Linked DNA regions of Sus scrofa: region 2 is linked to region 1. A link is a contact called in public HiChIP or PLAC-seq data. All regions are on one chromosome and are shown on one strand. The core of a region is the stretch at or near the end of the contact, and the rest is flanking DNA. Distances in the headings are between cores, read along the strand shown.

Region 1 (3,662 bases), core at 546-3,045:
CAGAGGTGAGCCCAAATGATGGCTTCTAAGTTCTAGATTTAGTTAAATCCACAAGCAAGATTTTTCTCTCACCTACTGTGTCTCTTTACACAACCACCACTACCAAACACCTCCAGCGTTTCATTTTTTTCCCCTTCCCAGCAGGGAGTTATCTGCCACATCAACAGGCATTTCCTTGTCTCCCCCATTTCTCTATCTTAGAATGACTATTTCCTTTCCTTCTGAAGCATTTCAGGGCCCACTCACAGAATAATCCTCATTTAAGGAAGTACTGTTTAATTGAAGATCTTTACTCAACCGACAAAGGAAAGGGGGACAAGAAGACTTGACACCACCTCTGTTTAAATTCAAGCACACAGCGTTTGTTAGAGCAATTAAATCAAGTGGATGAGATGGGAGGATTATTATTCGTTTTCAGTTAAAATGTGGCAAATGATGGCAAGAAACCAACCATTGTGTTCAGCTGGAAGAGGAGGGCAATTTACATCGCAGCTCGACATACCAACTGGTTTGACTTGCAGTCCACACAGAAACATAACTTCCGTTCGTTTCTGTGGTTTAACTGGGCAAAGTAAAGTGGGACACACACGGTCCAAAAATAAGGTGGTGGTGGGGTGGTGGGTGGTGGTAGGAGATCCGTAAGTTGCCATTGTGAAAACAAAAATCAAGAGCAGAAGAAAAAAAAAAAAAACAGATTAAAATAAAGCGAAGGGGGTGTTTACGTTTTGGAAAGAGTTCTCTAACATTTTAGACTCTATCAACTGTGCAAAGGGAAGCAGGGGAGTCCCCCAGCCCTGGACCAAAATGAAGCTTCTCTTCTGCTTATAACCTGGAAAGTTTGGTGGTTGTGGTAGGAAGTTTCAATTTTAAATGAATATATACATACTTTTTTTGTAATTTCCGAATGGAATCACTATACCGTTCCTGAGGCATCCTCTACTGGCAACTAGGGCATTTGAAACACTTCTGTTTAAACGCACTTCTTAAAGTTTCCTAGTGAATTTTTTTTTTGTTGTTGTTGTTGTTTTATGCTTTTACCTGCAGCATATGGAGGTTCCCAAGCTAGGGGTCAAATCGGAGCTGCAGCTGCCAGCCTACGCCAGAGCCACAGCAATGCCAGATCCGAGCTGTATCTGCGACCTACACCACAGCTCATGGCAACACTGGATCCTTAACCCATTGAGCAGCGAGGCCAGGGATCGAACCTGCAACCTCATGGTTCTAGTCAGATTCATTTCCACTGCGCCACCACAGGAACTCCCTCCTAGTGAATTTCTTACTGAAGGGCAGACACCCTCGATTTAAATTTCACCTCTGGATCAATCAAGGTGTCCTATGAAAGGTAGCCCAGAGGCAACACCTTCCACTTCACCTTTTGTGAACTTCACCAAACATCACACATATTTGGGGCAACTCTAACTTAAGGATGAGTTATATTTTTGGTGTTTGGTTTGGGGGTTTTGAGGTGAAAAAGGCAAAGACAAACACACATATGGGAAACATACAAAATATGTTTGGGGGTTTTCAAGGTGAGATAGGCTTTTTTTTTTTTTAAACAGTTAAACATAGTCTGTTTTTCTAGTGTAAAAAATTCTCCATAGGCTTCAACCCTCAACTAACTCCCCACCAATATACGTCTAGCTATCTTATCTACCGTTAACTTTATTCCCAGAAATAGCTTTCTGTTTTGTTGGGGTTTTTGCAGAAGTGAAACTGTTGATGAAGAAAACATCGTGCAGCCAGAGCTTTCAAATGGCATGGCGCGAGCGCGAGAAAAAAAGAAGGTGGCATTTCGTAAGACAGTGACTTTCTCTTAAAGCCAGGAGAAACTGACAAGATCCTGTAACTGGTCCGGACGCGTGAGAGAGGCCACCTCAAGCCCAGCTCCTCACCCTCACCGGCTCCATCGAGGTGGGAGGAACCCAGCCCTCACAGCAGATTTGACTTTGTTTCTTGGGAAGTCGATCGCGAAGCCTGCTGAGAAAAGGGTCGAGGGAGGTGTCACCTTGAAAATGTATACACTCTGACTTGCTACATTATCGTGTTGGGCCTTCTTTTTGTTGTCCTTTCTTTGGAGCAGCCCCCTGTGTGTTTCCATTTGTGCCTGGTCCCCTGTCCTTATTGCCACCTGAGTCCACACGGCACGGCCGGACCCCTCGTGCCCAAACAATTCGAGATGAAAACCGCCACACTATGTCATGATGACACCCCTAAAAAGAAGGCCCGAGACTAAGGGATTGTGGACCTCGAGGGCCGTGTACTCTTGGTGATGGTTTTCACTCAGCAATAGAGCAACACCTTAAGCCTGGGATGGAGGCTCTTTTCAAAAGGTTCGCTGACATGTGGAATCTGAAAAAAAGGACAGACTGAACTTCTTTGCAGAACAGAGGCTGACTCACAGACTTTGAAAAACTTATGGTCTCCGGAGGAGACAGTTTTGGGGGGTGCGGGATGTGCTTGGGCTCTGGGATGGAAATCCTGTGAAATTGTGATGATCATGATATAACTACAGATGTGATAAATTCATTGAGTAATTAAAAAAAAAGTTTCAAGGACGAGATTTGTGCGAAACAAAAGAAACGGTAGGTACTTTGACTAAAGGGGGAAAAAGCAAAATGTGCTTTTGGGCCCTCAAACAATATGCTAGTGGCCACACACCTACAGTGACCCTGGGTTTGTGGCCAGCAGCGGGAAAGGGGACCCCAGAAAGGATGCTGCCCAGTGTGGGCTCCTGTCCAAGGAGAACCAAACTCACACCTGGGGACCCCACACCACAGACGCATCTCCTTTATCTCTCTTTTTGTTCCTCTCTGGGGTGACTGACATGGTTCTCATTCTTTTTTTTTTTTTTTTTTTTTGGCTGCATCTGCGGCACATGGAGGTTCCCAGGTTAGGGGTTGAATGGGAGGAGCTACACAGCCACAGCCACGTGGATCCAAGCCGCATCTGCAACCTACACCATAGCTCACGCATGCTAGATCTTTAACCCACAGAGTCAGGCAAGGATCGAACCCGAGTCCTCATGGATATTAGTCGGGTCCATGACTGCTAAGCCACAATGGGAACTCCTGGTCCTCATTCTTAAATCTACTGCTGTAACCATGCACCTAATATCCACTGTGGCACAATCCCCAGACTGTCAGCCATTAGAAACATGAAATAAATAGCGTCATCTTTGGGAGTTCACATTATGGCTCAGCAATAATGAACCCGACCAGTATCCACGAGGACATGGATTGAATCCCTGGCCTCGCTCAGTGGGTTAAGGATCCAGCATTGCCATGAGCTGTGGTATAGGTCGCAGACGTGGCTCAGATCCCACGTTGCTGCAGCTGTGGCTCTGGCTGGACCCCTAGCTTGGAAACTGCCATATCTTGCAGGTGTGGCCCTAAAAAGACAAAAAATAACATACTGCTCTCTTTGATGGAGACACCCAGACAGAGAGGCTTAAAGAGATGAACATCCCCAAATAAAGGAAACTTCTTTATTCTCAGAACTGCGTCTCTAGTCTCAGCCCAAGGAAGGGAAGGGGAGTACCAGCTTACGGGGCATTTACCTCTAGAGCACGTTGTCAGCCGGATGAAAACCAGAGGTGTTTTAGTTTAACATGACAGAGGGGAATAACGATTTCCCCAAGAGGACTATAACCACTGCTCTAATTA
Region 2 (3,816 bases), core at 490-2,989, 68 kb after region 1:
CATGCAAAAGTTCCTGGGCCAGAGATCAAACCCACGCCACAGCAACAGCCCAAGCCACTGTAGTGACAACACCAGATCCTTTTTTTTTTTTTTTTTTTTTTTTTGTCTTTTTGCCTTTCCTGAGGCCGCACCTGCGGCATATGGAGGTTCCCATGCTGGGGGTCTAATCAGAGCCATAGCCGCCGGCCTACACCACAGCCACAGCCACAGCCACGCCAGATCCGAGCCACATCTGCAACCTACACCACAGCTCAGGGCAACGCCGGATCCTTAACCCACTGAGCAAGGGCAGGGATTGAACCCGCAACCTCATGGTTCCTAGTCAGATTCGTTCATCACTGAGCCACGATGGGAACTCAGACAACACCAGATCCTTAACCAACTGTACCAGAAGAGAACTCCAAACGTGTCTTAAAGGCAGGAACCTAATAAATGATGGCTATTTAACAATAACACACCAATGCTCACGAAGCCCTACTTTGACTGTAACTGTGCCAAGTCCTTCACATGCATTAGCTCACTTAATCTGTTGATTTCTCGTACTCCGTGAACTTGACTAAATGAATGTCGAACTCCCAGGGATGTGTCTACCCAGTTTCTTATGTAGAAGAAAAAAATTGCCAAGCAAACTTAAATTTTAAGAAAACAGATACTGCAGAGCACCAAGAGTCACAGCAGGCTAAGCTGTTGTCATGCAACCTCCGTACCACTCCAAAGAGAACCCAGGCCCCTCCGGACAATCAAGGTGTGCAGAACGGTCTCCGAAGGGCATGTGAGTTCACAGAAGAGAGAATGGTGAATTCTTGACAGAGGTAAACAATAATTTCCTGCTTTGCTGTAACAGCTCCAGGCCCTGGAAGAGTGGCTGAGTAAATAAAGACAAACGGAATCTACCATAAACTCTCTAACCCACCTCCTGTACCCTACCTCCTGGAAAGGAACATGGAACCATCCCCGGGGAACATAAGGCCAACTGGTGTCTGGGAGATGAAGAAGATACATGAGGAGGAGTAATAATTCCATACACTGCAAAACTAGCCCCAGACTTTAATGTAGCTGACGGTTAAACCGAAAATACCAGAACCTTTCTCAGGAGTGAAGGTGATAGAATTTTCTAGGTTCAATCGAAGGTAACATTTTACGCTATTTTACCACACAATGGAATTTTACTTTGGGTTAAATTCAGTGATGAGTACTAACCTTGAAGCTTTCCTTGTGCAAAGAAACTATGTGAATCAACAAATGTCTCCTCTGTGGACTAAATGAAATGTCTACCAATGTTTAGTCTGACTGTGGTTGGCTGTGTTTGAAGAAAGGCTGGCAAACTCTTTGTATGTATATGTAAAGAATGCTTCTTTCAAACTCTTCTTTTAATAGCCGAGAAGAAAAACGCTAGAATCATCCTCTTTTGTTCAATCATATAAACATAATACCCCATTGTATCTTTATTACAGAAACGATTAAGACAAGAATGTACTCTAACTTGCTATGACATTTAAATCAAATTCGACAAAAACCATTTCTCTATGCATTCCTTCCCTCCTGGTAACTACATATATATTCCCATGCACATGAAAATACGTGTGTGTGTGTGTGTGTGTGTGTGTGTGTGTGTGTGTGTGTGTGTGTGTGTGTGTGTGTGTGTGTGTGTGTGTATTGTCGGTTTCTATACATGCATTTCCCACTTCCTGGTTTTTACCCAAAGAAGAAGGAGAAGTATTAAAAAGTCACAAGAAAAAAAAAAAGTTGTCACTTTTATTTTACCCAGAATCAGGAAGTGCCCAAAATCTCAAGAGGGAACCTGCCCTGCAGAAATTAGAGCTCTATTATTAGAGATAAGGATCCATGTCCTTAGGAGCTTCTATCTTTCAAAGGGTCTTTCAGTAGCCTGAATTTTCAGTTTCCTTTTTTTTCTTAGAATGTCCAGAGGCAATTAAGCATAACTGACAAACCAGCCAAAAATTATCACAAAGTTCATTACCAGTGTAGCCTGGATGGTTCTTTCTATTTGCCTTGCCGGGAAGTGAGGCACTGAAAAGTTACACATTACAGAAGATAGTGACTAAAGCCAGCATTCATGGTGAAAAAGTCCACGTGGTTGAATGACAGGCCACAGGCCCAACAGACTCCTAGTGCACTGACTGGCAAACCCTCTGCCTGAAAGCTGTTCCTAGCTTCTGTTCCCCATAGGTCTCAGTTCCCAGGACGCCTCCACCCCACTCCCCCTGAACCCCGCAATTGCCACCACCACCCACCTGGAGCAGTCCCCCTTCCGCCTGAGCCACTCTCTGTCCCATCCCCCACCCAGCACTTGCAGAAATATCTTGTTTTCATTTTACCCATTTCATGTCCATCTTCTCACACTAGAATCTTGACTCCCAGGTATTCAAACCTTCTAGGCCCTTTTTCTTTTTTCCTTTTTTTTCTTTTTAGGGCTTCATCCCCAGCATATGAAAGTCCCCAGGCTAGGGGTTGAATTGGAGCTGCAGCTGCCGGCCTACGCCCCAGCCACAGCAACGTCAGATCTGAGCCACGTCTATGACCTACACCACAGCTCAACATAATGCCAGATCCTTAACCCACTGAGCGAGGCCAGGGATCGAACCCACATTCTCATGGATAGTAACTGGCTGAGCTACAACGGCAACTTCCAGGCCTTATTTTTCTAGGCTGTATCCTCACTGTCTAAAATACTGGGTATCATATTTGAACTCTAGCTATCAATTAGATAACATGAAAGAATTGCCGTTAGCTTTGGCAGGTGTGATAATGACATTTTTTTAAGTCACTTAAAGATACATACTTCGGTATTTACAGATGGCAGTATGGGAGAATTTGTACTTCAAAATAATAGGGAGGGAAAGAGGTGAGAAGAGTCTGGTAGGAGATAAGTTGACGAGATTAGTCATGTATTGATCAGTGCTGAAACCTGGTGATGCGCAGATATAATTCATTATACTGGAGTTCCTGTTGTGGCTCAGCGGAAACAAACCTGACTAGGAACCATAAGGTTGCGGGTTCGATCCCTGGCCTCACTCAGTGGGTTAAGGATCCTGCGTTGCTGTGAGCTGTGGTGTAGGTCGCACATGTGGCTTGGCTCCCGTGTTGCTGTGGCTGTGGTGTAGGCCGGTAGCTATAGCTCTGATTTGACCTCTAGCCTGGCAATCTCCATATGCCATGGATACAGCCCTAAAAAAGAAAAAAAAAAACAAAACAAAACAAAACAAAAAAAACTCATTATACTGTCCTTTATACTTCAGAATATGTGTGACAATTTCTCTAATAAAAATCTTAAATGGAAAAATGAAACAGGTAGTCTTCCCTATATTTAACCGAATACTCATTTGACCTTGGGGTGGAGAAAGCCTGAGTAAAATAACAAAGGGGGAAAAAAAAAAACCACAAAGAATTTTTTGAAGCCAAATAAAATTAGATGCTCATTTAGTTTATCAAATTAGCAATGAGTCAAAGCATGAAACCACTTATGACGCACTGATTTATCTACCACTAAAGAAAAACAAATTTTATCATTTACAATTATTTTGTACTTACTGGAAGAACTTTAGATATATACATGATGGTTACATTCATCTTGGGCAAATATGAAAAAGAAAATAAATAAAATGAATTGGTCAGGCTAGTCCTAAAACATAGGGGCAACTCCCTTGAAGCACTCTGACTCAGCTGTCAATGTCTGTGACAAATGAGCATCCTTATCCTCTGTGCATGTGGCAATATGCATCCGTGGAATTAATTATCAATTAATTTGGCAACACAGTGTTTAGGAAGGTCAGGCTTTCTTTAGGCACATGTTTG

Evidence for each region. HiChIP or PLAC-seq counts read pairs in DNA pulled down with a chosen protein or histone mark.
Region 2: an H3K27ac HiChIP or PLAC-seq map of alveolar macrophages shows a contact between it and region 1. The contact joins two enhancer-like sites. A contact is called at or near these places in 2 of 47 Hi-C or Micro-C datasets (mesenteric adipose tissue and skeletal muscle) and 1 of 2 datasets of contacts at active chromatin or transcription factors (alveolar macrophages).

What each region holds. Positions count from the first base shown.
Region 1 is chr5:60,669,291-60,672,952 of Sscrofa11.1, forward strand. The region is part of intron 1 of ETV6 (transcription factor ETV6); the gene reads right to left. Among named protein-coding and RNA genes, the nearest start is that of ETV6, 110 kb to the right of the region's middle. Within about 2 kb of position 1,796, at least 6 of the 83 cell types and tissues checked have an H3K27ac peak or open chromatin away from gene starts, as enhancers often do. A contact at or near this core is called in alveolar macrophages, where this site is marked.
Region 2 is chr5:60,737,307-60,741,122 of Sscrofa11.1, forward strand. All of the region lies in intron 1 of ETV6 (transcription factor ETV6), which reads right to left. Among named protein-coding and RNA genes, the nearest start is that of ETV6, 38 kb to the right of the region's middle. Within about 2 kb of position 1,740, at least 15 of the 83 cell types and tissues checked have an H3K27ac peak or open chromatin away from gene starts, as enhancers often do. A contact at or near this core is called in alveolar macrophages, where this site is marked.